Linked DNA regions of Oryctolagus cuniculus: region 2 is linked to region 1. A link is a contact called in public Micro-C data. All regions are on one chromosome and are shown on one strand. Each heading gives the region's core, a stretch centred on a gene start, on an enhancer-like site or on the middle of the called end of the contact. The rest is flanking DNA. Distances are from core to core; before and after follow the strand shown. Region 1 holds the start of TOP2A (DNA topoisomerase II alpha). Region 2 overlaps CDC6 (cell division cycle 6).

Region 1 (6,184 bases), core at 1,678-4,177:
ACAATATTACCAATAACCCTGTTGTTTGTACAATTGGTGAACTGCATCCAGTATTCTTAGAAGTTAAATTGCTGAGTTTAAAAGTGTGTACATGTTTGAAATTTTGATAGATTCTGCTGAGGGAAACATCTGAGAGATTCGGGAACTAATCTCTGGGCCTAGCTGCTCCTCTCCAGAACCTCTCTTACCCTCCTCCTACCTCTGTCTGAGCCCTCCAGGTTTGTTTGCCAGGAATTACCTAGACACTGAACTTTGTGGGACACTCTGGGTTTTCCTCCAACCCAAGGCTGGTATCCCTGGCCAAAAAAAAAAAAAAAACCTGACCAGAACCCACCACCACTTGTCAACCTCAAAACAAACAGAGCCTCTTGGCTCAGCCTTAACCACCTGAGTACCCTGGCACTGGCCCGGCCTCATCCAAGAACTCCCAGTGGGCTCTAGTCTAGCCTGTTCCAAACCCCAAATCCAGAGCCTCGCTTTCAGTCTGGCCGCTGTCTGCTCGGTCCCCTCCCTGAGTGGGGAATCTGAAACACACAAAACCCCCAGAGAAACCAACCAAAGAATACTTATTAAAAGAAATTATCTGCATATGCTAATATGCTCCAAAAGACTTGATGGAGCTTCAGTTAAACAGATAAGCTTCTCAGAGCCTTGAATTTTGAAGTGGCTTTGACACTGACAAGGGGAGGAAAGTCCTGCAAGGGAGCAGAAGTAATCATTGTCAATATGGTTTGACCACTTGCTCTTTGCCAAGGCAATACACCAAACCAGCACGTCACCTGTTATCTCACTAGTCTATAAAGAGAAGGAGGTACTCCCCATTATCACCATTTTAAATGTGTTATTGATTTACTGGAGAGGCAGAGAGAAAGAGACAGACAGACAGAGCTACCATCTCCTGGTTCACTCCTAAGTGCCCACCAATAGCTGGGAAGTCAATCCAGGTCTCCCACATGAGCGGCAGGGGCCCAGCTACTTCAGCCATCACTGCTGCCTTCTAGGATGTGCATTAGCAAGACGTTGCAATCCAAGAATTGAACCCAGGGAGTCTAATATGGAATGCAGGCATTCCAGCCAGCGTCGTCGTAATGCAAACCCCATCCCCGTTTCTTTTTTCTTTTGGCCCATCCCCATTGAGATGAAGAAATGGAGACACAATGAGACTGAGTGACTTGCTCAAGGTCATATACGTGGCAAGTACTCACCAACCACCCCCCTACACATGGTTGGGGTAGGGCTGAGGGTAAGTTCCAGTTTGGACCCCTGCTGAGTGAGGGAAGGCTGTAATGAGGACCACAGCTTCCCCCTCCCACACCACAGCCCTCAGGAATTGAGGCCCAACCCATTTTGCTTAGCAGATTAGTGGCTGGCAGGCTCCAGGTGTTCTCTTTTATGTTCTGTGCCACTCAGACCCATCTGTCCAGAGTACTTCCTTCTTCAGTGATTCCCAAAATGTCCTGAAGGTGCCCCTGTGAATGGCTGTGTGAAGGGGTCAGGCCAAGCAGGAAACAGCTTGTGCCCAGAAGAGAAGGCAAAGGCGGAGGCCAGGGTAAGGTCACCCTGTGCCACAGGGTGGGAGAAGGATGGTCCTAGGTGCTTCCACATCTCAGTGAGCCCTCTGTGGCCTTGATAAAGGACAACGACCTGAGGAAACAAACCGAGCCTCAGGGATGTGGGAGTCCAAAATCCTTTAGACTCCATGGCTCTGCTTCTGGGTTTTGGGGACAGAGATCCATACAGTCAGGATAAGGCCAAGCGACAGGTGAGATTTAAGGCCGGGGGACAGAACAGAGGGTTGGAACTGCCTTATCTCAGATAGGTCGAGGCGGGGTCCTGCATGCTTGGGTGAACCACAGGGTGAGGGCTGGGAGCTGTAGGGGCCGACTGCCAGCCTTGGGCAGGCTCTGCGTTCCAGGAGGAAGAAGGCAGCGTGATTGACAGGGCCAGCCTGCGTCTGGGGAAACTTCGAGACTGGACGCTGGCCCTGGAGCCCAGGGCCTGGTTAGCCTTTGGCTGGGCAGAAGCTACCAGGGAAGAAACGGAAGCTTCGGGAAGCTTCCTCCCTCAAGATGACACAGCTGGCAAACCGCTGAGCTGGGGCTGAAACGTAGGTGGACGGAAGGAGGGGGCTCAGCCGCAATCAGCAGCCATTCCCGCTGTGCTGTTTCCCCAAACGCGCTGAACTGTGCTGAGGCGCGGGGAGAAAAAAAATCCACTCAAACACCCACAGGACGAGGGCGAGAGTAACAAGCACCACCCCCCGAGGAGGGCGCGGGGTCCCTGGCGGCCCCAAGCCCCGCTCCGCTCCGGAGCCCTGTGGATGCGCGGGCGCCGGATCCACACGGCCCTGCTGGGAGCGTGACCGCCGCCCTCTATCGCGCATAGCCTCTCGATGCCCCAAACCCACAACTGTGGAACTTTTTCGTATTTGGAAACTAAATCCTTGGGGGGAGCGGAGATGGAGGGATGCCGTGAAGGCGTCAGGTTGAGGCAGACGCCAGAAAATCTTAACCGGATGGCCCGAACTGCCTGTCCGGAAAGCCGGGGCTCAGTTTCCCCCAGGAAAACACAGAAATTGCCGTTCGCTCGCTAACTACTTTATTTCAGGGTTCTGACATAGGTTAACATCGCCTGAGGAATAAATATCTCCCTCCTCTTCCTCATAAGCCAGCAGGCAGTACAGGAAACCCCTTCCCGCTTCTTCGGCTCCGCTCCTCAGGGTTTTCGGCCAGGAGAGAACAAACCAACGCTCATCATTGGTCAGATTCCTTTTCAATCTCTCAGTTCAGATTCCCAGAGTGCCTCTGCTAACCCTCTAGACCCGCCTCCCCTGCCTAATTGGTTCATTCGAACAGGCCCGGCCTCCTTGGCCGTCCAAGGGAGGATATAAAAAGTCAGCCACGATTGGTTCTTCAGGAGGGTGTCAATGAGAACAAGTTGGGGATTGGCTCGTCTGTTTTGGGCGGGCTAGAGGCTGGTTCAAATGAGTCTAGGGGACTTCCAACCGACGCGCGTCTGTGGAGTAGCGGCTCGGTCTCCGATCGTCTCGTGGGTCCCACCGGTTTAGTCGCTTTTAGGGTTCTCGAGCCCCTTTACGGCCGTCACCATGGAGGTGTCACCACTGCAGGTACCGCTCGAGGAAGGGGCCGGAGGGTGGAGCCTCGGTGCGGCCGGGGCGTCTCTCTGGCTGCCCGTGAGGGGGTGAGGCTCCTGGGCTGTAGTCTGGCCCGCGACCGGCCGGGCGTCCATATTCCGCGGCCGGGGTGATCGCGAGGAGAGTGAAGCCCCTCACGGCGCTAGCAGTGACTCGGCTGAACGGCTTCGGGGCGTTGTATGTCGTTTTACTGTTTCTGGGGACAGTTCGCCCTCTGGTCGGCCTCCGCGCCGGTCCGTGCGGGACTCGAAGTGGCGCGTCAGGTGCTTCCCTCCTGCTCTCTGCGTGGACGCGGGATGGAGGTCGCCCGACTCGGAGGGTGCAGAGCCTGGCCCAGGGCTGCCGGCGAGGAGCCGGCCGGCCCGGCTGGCCCAGAGAGCCTCCTCCCGGGGCCAGTGGGTTGGGTTGATAGCCCCCAAACTGCCTAGACGCTTCCGTGCCTAGGACATGGCGGGCACGCAGTAGCTTCGTGTGCGGGTGACATCCAAAGTCGTCCAAGGAACAGGTGTTCGCAGCATCGACAGGTGCTGAGATAATGTGATGTCCATTTAATCTGTCGCCCGGGAGGCTGGCTGCACTGAACTTGAAATTGCCCTGTTTGCTCTAAACGCCACCAACAGCAGACAACAGATTGCAAAGTGAAGTGCATCGCTGTGGTAGACACTTTTTCGTAGTTTCCTATAAACCTGTGAGTAAAGAGCCCTTTTCTTTTTTAAAATTGCTAGCCTGTCAATGAAAATATGCAAATGAACAAAATAAAGAAAAATGAAGATGCGAAGAAGAGACTGTCTATTGAAAGAATCTATCAAAAGAAAACGCAGTTGGAACATATTTTGCTCCGCCCAGATACCTACATTGGCTCTGTAGAATTAGTGACCCAGGTAAAACTAAGCTACCTAAATGCAGTTAATTTATCGATTGAAATGTTACACTTTTCTAAGTTAGCTTTTTCGTACTTCATGTACGAGGTGTCATTGGAACTGGCCTAAACTACTATATCTAAAACCTAGAAGATTTTACAGTAACCATGATGACAAAACAATAAGTACAGAAGAGAAATAACTATGTCTTTGCCTTATTTCTAGCACATGTGGGTTTACGATGAAGATGTTGGTATTAACTACAGGGAAGTCACTTTTGTTCCTGGTTTGTACAAAATCTTTGACGAGATTCTAGGTGAGTGGTGAATGCTTTAAAGATCTACTGGTCAAATCCTTCAACTGGTCAAATCCTTCATAGGGAGCATCGCGCTTTCCAAACCCTCTGTAGTCAGAGCTCCTGTCATTTCGCACAAGTGGCAGAAGTGAGGCAGTCTACTGAAACCCAGAAAACTGTTTCCTAAAACAGCACTAAGAATAAAAATTGCTAAATTAACATTTTGTTAATGCTACTCCTGTGCTGTTTGGGAAATTTTTTTTCTATAAAGGAATTCTTTAAAACACTTCAATTTCTTACAAATATGTATTTTACTTTTCTTTCAGTTAATGCTGCGGACAATAAACAAAGGGACCCCAAAATGTCTTGCATTAGAGTCACCATTGATCCGTATGTCTCTTGCTTGGTTCTTTTGTTTCTTATAGTTCATTGGGTTGTTGTTGGTTGCATTTACTTTGGTTACCAATGAAGTTGAATTTCGTTTAAACAAAGATTTGCAAAAGTACAGAAAAGCAGAATGCTAAAATGAACAACCTGTGATACCCACTAAATAAACCCACCAGTTGTCAACGTTTTTCCATGTCTGCTGCATCTATTTTTTTTTTCTGAGTCATTTCAAAGTAAAGACATCATGGCACAGTGCAGAACTACTTCAGCAGGCATCTTGTAATTGCTCTGAGTATTATATAGTCTTAGTTTTTTCTCTTGGTGTTATTCAAATAATAAACCAGCAGATGGGAGTAGAGAATGTTCTGATATACCATTTCTGGTTATAAATGTCACTGTCCTTTATGGATGGTCACAGTGTTTGTGTCACCTTTTTATTAGCCTGCTCAGTTATGACATAAACTACTTATGGCTCTTTTGGGGAGTATATAAATGACAAACTCCTAAATAAGGACTCAATATCATAGTCTTTCAAAAAATACTGAGCTAGTTTTAATCAGTTTTGTTTATAGATAAGGTTAAGTAGTGTTTGAAATAAAAACTGTAGCATGTATCCAGTTATAACCAAAATATATTTTCTAAAAATTAGCCTAAAATAATCAGCAAGTAAATGAGTCCAAATGAATTGTCAGCATTTTATTAGTGAGCAAACTACTTTATTATTGATAATGTTTATAATGTTTTTCCCTTTTATATTTGTTTTGGGATGTGCTTTGTTGGGTGAGAAAGTTAAGGGAACTAGAGAGGCACAGCTGATCCTCTTAAAAGGGGCATGATGGTACTATTTCCAAGTTTGTTCTTTTCTTTCCACTGGGCATAAATCTTTTCCCTTTGTTTATCCTAACATTTTTAAATCAAATAGTATTTCAGCATTATCAGTGGCTCCCTCAGTGGTTGGAAAAGATATTTTTTTCCTCTTTGCTCCTATTTTAGGAGTATCGGGAAATAAGCATGGTAGAAAATGTTGTTCATGATGAATTTCAGAAAGTATTATACATGAAAAGAGTCAGAGAAATTGGACTTATGAATTTATCTATTTTAGAAATAATATTATTTAAATACTTTAAAATGTTAAGTGTTAGTGTAACATTTGCTTTACAATAAAGTTTTCAACCTTCTTTGCCTAGAGAAAATAATTTAATTAGCATATGGAATAATGGAAAAGGTATTCCTGTTGTTGAACACAAAGTTGAGAAGATGTATGTCCCAGCTCTCATATTTGGACAGCTCCTAACGTCCAGTAACTATGATGATGATGAAAAGAAAGTAACAGGTAGAGCATTGAGATATTTATTGCTGAAAAATACCTTTTTTAAAATTTTTTTTATTTTTTAAATATTTATTTGAAAGTCAGAGTTACAGAGAGAGAGGAGAGGTGGGGTGGCGGGGGGTCTTTCCATCTGCTGGTTCACTCCCCAATTGGCCGCA
Region 2 (6,184 bases), core at 1,643-4,142, 91 kb after region 1:
GACAGACTCCGGCATCCCATACCAGAGTCCAGACTGCTCCATTTCCAAACCAGCTCCCTGCTCATGTGGCTGGGAAAGCAGCAGCAGATGGCCAAAGTACCTGCGTCCCTGGCTTCAGCCTGGCCCAGCCCTAGCAGATGCAGCCATCTGGGGCAAAACCAGTGAATGAAAGACACCTCTTTCTCTCTGTCTCTCCCTCTCTGCCTTTCAAATAAACAAGCATCTTTTTTTTTTTTTTTTTTAAGTTGCTTTGTCCAAGGTCAATGGCAGCTTGTCAATGGGAGAGCGGATCTGGGTTTCTAACCCACAATCTTCTCCCTAACTCCCTCCTTCCCATTTATTCTAAATCAAACCTAGTCCACCCCACTCTGTACCCTGCCGCCTCGTTCTTTCGTCCCTCAGTAGAGCACATGGAAGAAATACCATCCTCGCCTGGCTCTACAGGTTTAAGGGTGGAGCCAGGGTATGCCAGGGAGAGATCAGAGCAGGCACTGGGGGCTACACACATGGTCTTCCACCCCTACCCCAAGCACAATGCCCACCTGCCTAGCAGGCATGGCTGGGTGACTCAGCTACATCCGGGGGAGATGCCAGGGCAGTGACTCACCTACCGAGAAGAGCTGAGCCTGGCACCCTGCCAGCCCCAGGACTGAAGCAACTTAGTCACCACCAGGACTGAGATGCCCTGCAGGCAGGGCCCAGGCATCAGGGACAGGGGCAGACTGTGCTCTCCTTGATTATGTGTGCCCTCTCATGAAGACAGGCTTCCACATCCTGGGCAAGCCATGGTCGTGCCCTCCCTTGCCCCTGCACCGCTGCCCACCCCCATCATGCTAGGCCCTGCTCCAGTGCTGACAAGTTCTGTGAGACCCCTGGGCTGCCTTACCCCCCTGCAGCCTGCCCCCTGCCCATCACTTACCACCCACTCTCCCACCTGCCTCAGCTCCTCCTGCCACCCAAGTTGTACCTAGGCTGTGAGTCTCCTTTAACATGTCCTGGCAGCACCCCCTGCCCCCACAGCCCCTCTCGCCTCCCTGCCACATACACAAATGCACTCATACACACTTCTGCCAGCAGCTGCTGAAGTTGTTGAGCAGGAGGGAAATCTGGAGGGTGGGGTGTAGGAATTGAGTTACCCGGGCTGATGGGGTGGGCTGTCACCAACGCCTTCCCCCGTTAGCCCTTCCTCCATCTCCCTCACCCACCTGCCTCCTTCCCCACCTCTGGCTGGCAGCCACTGCCCTTTAAGCCCCTCTACTTCCACTCCACCCAAACTAGAAAATAAATGTTCAAGCATATTTTCATGCCAAGACCAGCCCAGTATATTTGAGAGAGAGAGAGACAGAGAGAGAGAATGAGAGGAACAGAGAGAGTGGTTCCTGTGCTCAGTGCTCTGGCTACAGCCACTAGGTGTGTATATTTATGTGTATGTTAAGCTGGAAGGGGACTGAGTAACTCTGCAAGTCCCACGAGAGCTGAAGGGGCCCACGGGGAGTCGACAGACTGAACAGCCTCAATCCATTTGCACTATTGATTTCTCACACACTGCGGCAGGACTGATTGGGAGGGGGGCATTATAAATCAGCCCCCCAGAGACACAGAAACGGAGTGGAGGGAGGGGGAGCTGCTCCTGCACCACTATTTGTGGCCCACTGAGACCTGCTTGGAGGAGAGGGGTGGGCAGTGGAGCAATAGATGTTGAGTGGCAGGAGGCAGTGCCGGGGACAGGGTGTTGGACTAGGCCTGTGTGGAATACCTCCTTTCATCTTGCTTTTAATCTAATTTGAAGAAAGAGGGTAGAGAACAGGTGCACCACAAGAAGCTATGTAGGCAGGGCCCTGAACTGAACAACTTACAGGGGGCGCCAGCCACATTATAGTCTACAGCTGTACAACATGGTGGCCCTGGGGGAGAGGCTGGCAAGAGACATAATATGGACTGAATTCTGACACAATTCTCCACTGAATTTTCTTCCCATGCCACCCCCCCAACTTTCCTCAAACACATGCCTGGGCCTCCATGCCTCAGTGGAAGAATCCCTTCTGACCCTGATCAGAAGCCTGTGAGCCCACTCCTCAGCCCTGCTCTTTTCCTGTGTCGAAGGAGTTGGCAAACCACCACTACAACCCACAGGTCCAGGGCATGGCAGGACTCACACAGGGCTTTGGAGCGCCTGGAGACCTGCGTCCTACCCTTCCACTCATCCTGGGACCGTGGACAAATACCTGGCCCTCTATGGGTCTCTAAAATAAGGTAGCCAGGGTTTCCCTTCTCTAAGGTGCCTCTGAGTCCCACAGCTCACCAGCCTGTGAGGCTGCTGGAACTCTCCCAGCACCTCAGTCCACACCCGTGGTCACAGGCCACCCAAACAAACTCCAGCCTGAACACAGACCTTCCACATGGTGCAGATCTATAAACAAACCAAGCTGGGGTTTACCAGAGACCCTGCACAAACAAACAGAGGGAAACAGACCAGGTGTGCCTGGGCTTAGGTCCTCCTGGCTTCAGTGGGGAGTGGGAGGGACCATGATGAGAAAGTAACAGTGTAAGCTGCCTGGGTTCAGACTGCAATGCAGCCAGTGACTGACTGACTGTCCTAGGGCAAATCACTGCCTCTGTTGCCCTCTCTGAAAGGAGAAAGGATTGCCCAGGTGGCCTCAAAATCTCCTTCCATCCTGAGTCCAGCTGGCCAGAGCATCTTCAGGGGTCCAGGTTTTTTCTGCCCAGCCCAGCTCATCTACCTGGATCAGGCCCCTCCCAGTAAGGTCCTGCCCCTGCCCAACATGCTTCCTTCTCTTTCTGCTGCCCCTCCAGCCCTTCCCCGCTCCTCTGCCTGCCTGATTTCCCTCACCTTGGCCAGCCCCTCTGCCTGCCCCGTGCTTTTCTGCACGTCCCTCCTGCCAGGGGACAGACCAACTAAAAATAGTCCCTGCAGCCTTTCTCGCCCACAGCTGCCCAAAGAGCAGGAAATGAAGGGGGCAGGGAGGCCCATGCCCTGCCCTCCCCCAGCACCTCCCAGCTCAGAACCACGTCCAGCACTCCAGCCTGGGACTAGTGCCAAGTTGGCCATCTCAGGGGCATCCCACACCCCTTCCCTAGGGGGAGGCCTGCCCATAAGTGCCTACAATCACAGAGCTGCCCCTACCCTGTGGGAGGAGAAAGGAGGCAAGCGGTCTGGAGGGAAACCTTCCCAATTTCTGACAAATCAGTGCCAACCACATTGTGGGCACCAAGAAGGCAGGGTCTGGCTCCACTGACTGATCTTTTGAGGGCAGAAGGAATTGGCAAGGGGAAGTTTGTGCCAGTTTTCTTCATCCTGGCCTGGTTAGGGGGAAGACAAAATAGTACCCCAGCCTCGATTATGTTAATCCCTGTTCCCTAAAATGTGTGGGTGCAGACATACGGGTTTCAATGGCCACCTCCAGATACTATGAGAAAAAAGGCTAAAAAAGGCAGATCTTGGCTACGAATGTGTAAAGATAGATGCTTGGAGGTGAGAACAGGCCATGCCTGCCAGGATGGGCATGCACTGCCCCCAAGCTGAGTCAGAGGCTCGGAGAGAGAAGCCTGGTGCTATGATGCCAGGGGACATGCTCCCCCCCCAGACCACCTGGGATTCCTGACACCTCCCAGCCTTGGGGGGAGGCCCTCCTCACACAGGCGGAAGGAAAGCAGCTTAGTGACTCTCTGGAGGCCTGCAAGGGAGCTGTGTACCGCGAGGCAGGCGGGAAACCCGGAGTCCTGGCGACCAGCCCAGAGAGTGAGTGAGAGAAATACCTCGGAGGGGAGGAAGCAGCCCAGATTGAGGCAGACACATGGCATCCCCAGCAGCTCCCAGATGTGACCCATAACGAGGTACTGGCCAAAGGGGCTGGATGGGGAAAGTGAGCACACTCCTGAACGAGAGGAAAGCGGGGCCATGGGGATGGGGAGAGGGTAGGGTCAGCCTGGCGCTCATCTGCTGTCCTCTCCTTGTCAGAACCACAGACACTGGCATGAAGGCCACTGAATATCAACTAGGTCCTGAGGTCCTGGGTGTGTTGCTCTCTCCTTGCATCTCCAGCCCCCAGCCCCTTCATTCCTGAGCTTCCTCTGGCCCCCATCCCTGGGGCCACGCCAAGTGAGGAGTCAGCAGGCCCGGGGTGGTGTTCAGGAGGCGCGGGCAGTGCCAGGGGCAGCCCTCACACCACCCTCCCACTGGCTTCCCTCCCGCCTGCTCTCAGCCGCCACACATATCTCAGCTGTCGAATCCGATTAGGGCTCCTGCCCAGTGAGCCGGACAAGGAGGCCACTGGGCAGGGGAGAGACAGAGACAAGGACGCCGGGCAGGGATGACAGAAAGAAGGTGGAGACAAAGCTCAGGGGAGAAGATGTAGAGCCCCAGAGGAAGAAAAGCCTGATGGGCAAACCATAGACTCTCCGGCGACAGCTACAACCCATGTTAGGGGAATTCTGCAGTACCTGGGGCATCAGCCCTGCCTGGTTCTACCATCCCCTAGATGGGCAAGGATGGGGGAAGGAGAATGAAGGCAGAATTGAATTGACCTAGATTTAGGAAAAGGAACCCATCTACCACCTCCCCCCTGCACACACACACACATACACCCCACCACAACCACTATTTGTCCCGGGCATTATAATGCATTTTCACATAGGCTCTTTATGGCACTGTCCCTGTCAGACAAGCAGGGCTCGTTATTGATAGCCATTTTCATAAATGAAGAACCTGTGACTTAGGGAAGAGAAAGATAACACATGTACACAGTTAAGTGACCCTGGGGAGAGTGAAATCCAGGCCTCTGCTCACAGTCAGAATCTACTTCCCTTCTGCAGTCAAGAGCAAAGCTAAGGAGCTACTCTATGAAGCATCCTTTCCTTCAAAACCAACTTTTAAGGGACCCAGGGAGACATGGAGGAATACAGAGCATTCTCCACCCTAGACTGAGTTTCCAGAGGGGCATATGGCGCCCACCCACACCACACATTGAGAGCTAGAGGGCTTCGCTCAAGCTGTGACCAGTTTCTTCAGTCATTCCCTCCTCCTAAGCTACTACCCACCAGGCAAGATACACAGTTACTTGGACAAGTCATACACCCTTCCTGTCAACCCACCAAACCAGAACGAGATGCCCTAGATCTTCAGAGGGCAGGGCCTGTCAGCCCACCACAGGAGGACAAACAAACCACCAGAAGCAATAGGCACCGTCCAGCTCTCTCCTAGAGCTTGCAGGAGGGCAGAAGCTTGGGGACCTCTCAGCTCAAGGGTAAACTGGGAGCCCCGGGAGGCGACATTGCTGGGCAACCTCCCAGTCTGGTCCATACCCCTGCTCCAGCCATCTGGACAGGGCCTGTCCTGGTCTGGGCCACACTCTTGAATCTCTACCCTTGGATGCTCGAAGTGACCTCTATCCAAATTTATGGACCTTACAATCACATGGACAACACATACCCACACACATACAAGGGGAAGGGGGTTTTTTTGGTAATAAGTGTGGAGGTGATGGGAGGGATGGGGGCTATAAGCTCAAAGCACTTTCCCTGTAGGAAAAGGCCACCAAAATGCTCATAACCTCTCCTACCCTCCAGCAAAGCCTTGGCTGTCCAAACGGGAGACAAACCTAGAAGGGGACATCAGTATGAGTAGGGGCAAAGTCCTGGGCTCCTTGGAATGGGAAGCAGAGAGGAAGCAATCGTTCAGGAAGGCTCCTGTGCCCCTCTGGCTGTCTCTGGCTATTCCACCATCACTTGCCAATTCTCCAGTCTAGGTGAGGTGGGGGAAGGGGTATTAGGCAATACTGCAAAGGAGGGTGCAAGGGCGTGGGGCCTGGGCAGACTCCCCCCACCCCCTTTCCATTCTTGGCTCGAGAATGGGGAATGCCTCAGAAGAAAAGCAGGGAGGCTGCTGGAGGGTGCAGAGGCTGAGCTTCTAGACACCCCGCTGTTCCAGGGCTCCCACCTCCCAGGACTACAGGGCGAGACGGGGGAGGAGGGATGGGGAAAGCCTGAACTGGCGAAGAGGGAAACGGCAAGATCTAAGAGCAGAGAGGTCGGGGCGAAAGGCGGCAGAGGGAGAATTGGGAAGGGGTGCGCATGATCCTACCTGCTCAGGTGTGTGCTGGCAGGGGGCGAGGGGGTTCCCAGGAGAACCAGGGAAGCCCTCAGCTCGATTCAGGATTCCCCCCTG

The links. A called contact is a pair of places that touch in the nucleus more often than the background predicts.
Region 2: a Micro-C map of ear pinna shows a contact between it and region 1, with 3 times the contacts expected there. The contact joins the enhancer-like site here to the promoter of TOP2A in region 1. A contact is called at or near these places in 3 of 6 Hi-C or Micro-C datasets (ear pinna, liver and an unstated tissue).

The regions. Positions count from the first base shown.
Region 1 is chr17:22,066,441-22,072,624 of mOryCun1.1, forward strand. It overlaps TOP2A (DNA topoisomerase II alpha), which reads left to right and starts at 2,928. Exons shown (of 35, transcript XM_051825665.2): 1 at 2,928-3,127; 2 at 3,880-4,035; 3 at 4,240-4,330; 4 at 4,636-4,699; 5 at 5,884-6,029. The coding sequence starts at 3,107.
Region 2 is chr17:22,157,404-22,163,587 of mOryCun1.1, forward strand. All of the region lies in intron 12 of CDC6 (cell division cycle 6), which reads right to left. Among named protein-coding and RNA genes, the nearest start is that of RARA, 18 kb to the left of the region's middle. Within about 2 kb of position 2,893, at least 2 of the 8 cell types and tissues checked have an H3K27ac peak or open chromatin away from gene starts, as enhancers often do. A contact at or near this core is called in ear pinna, where this site is marked.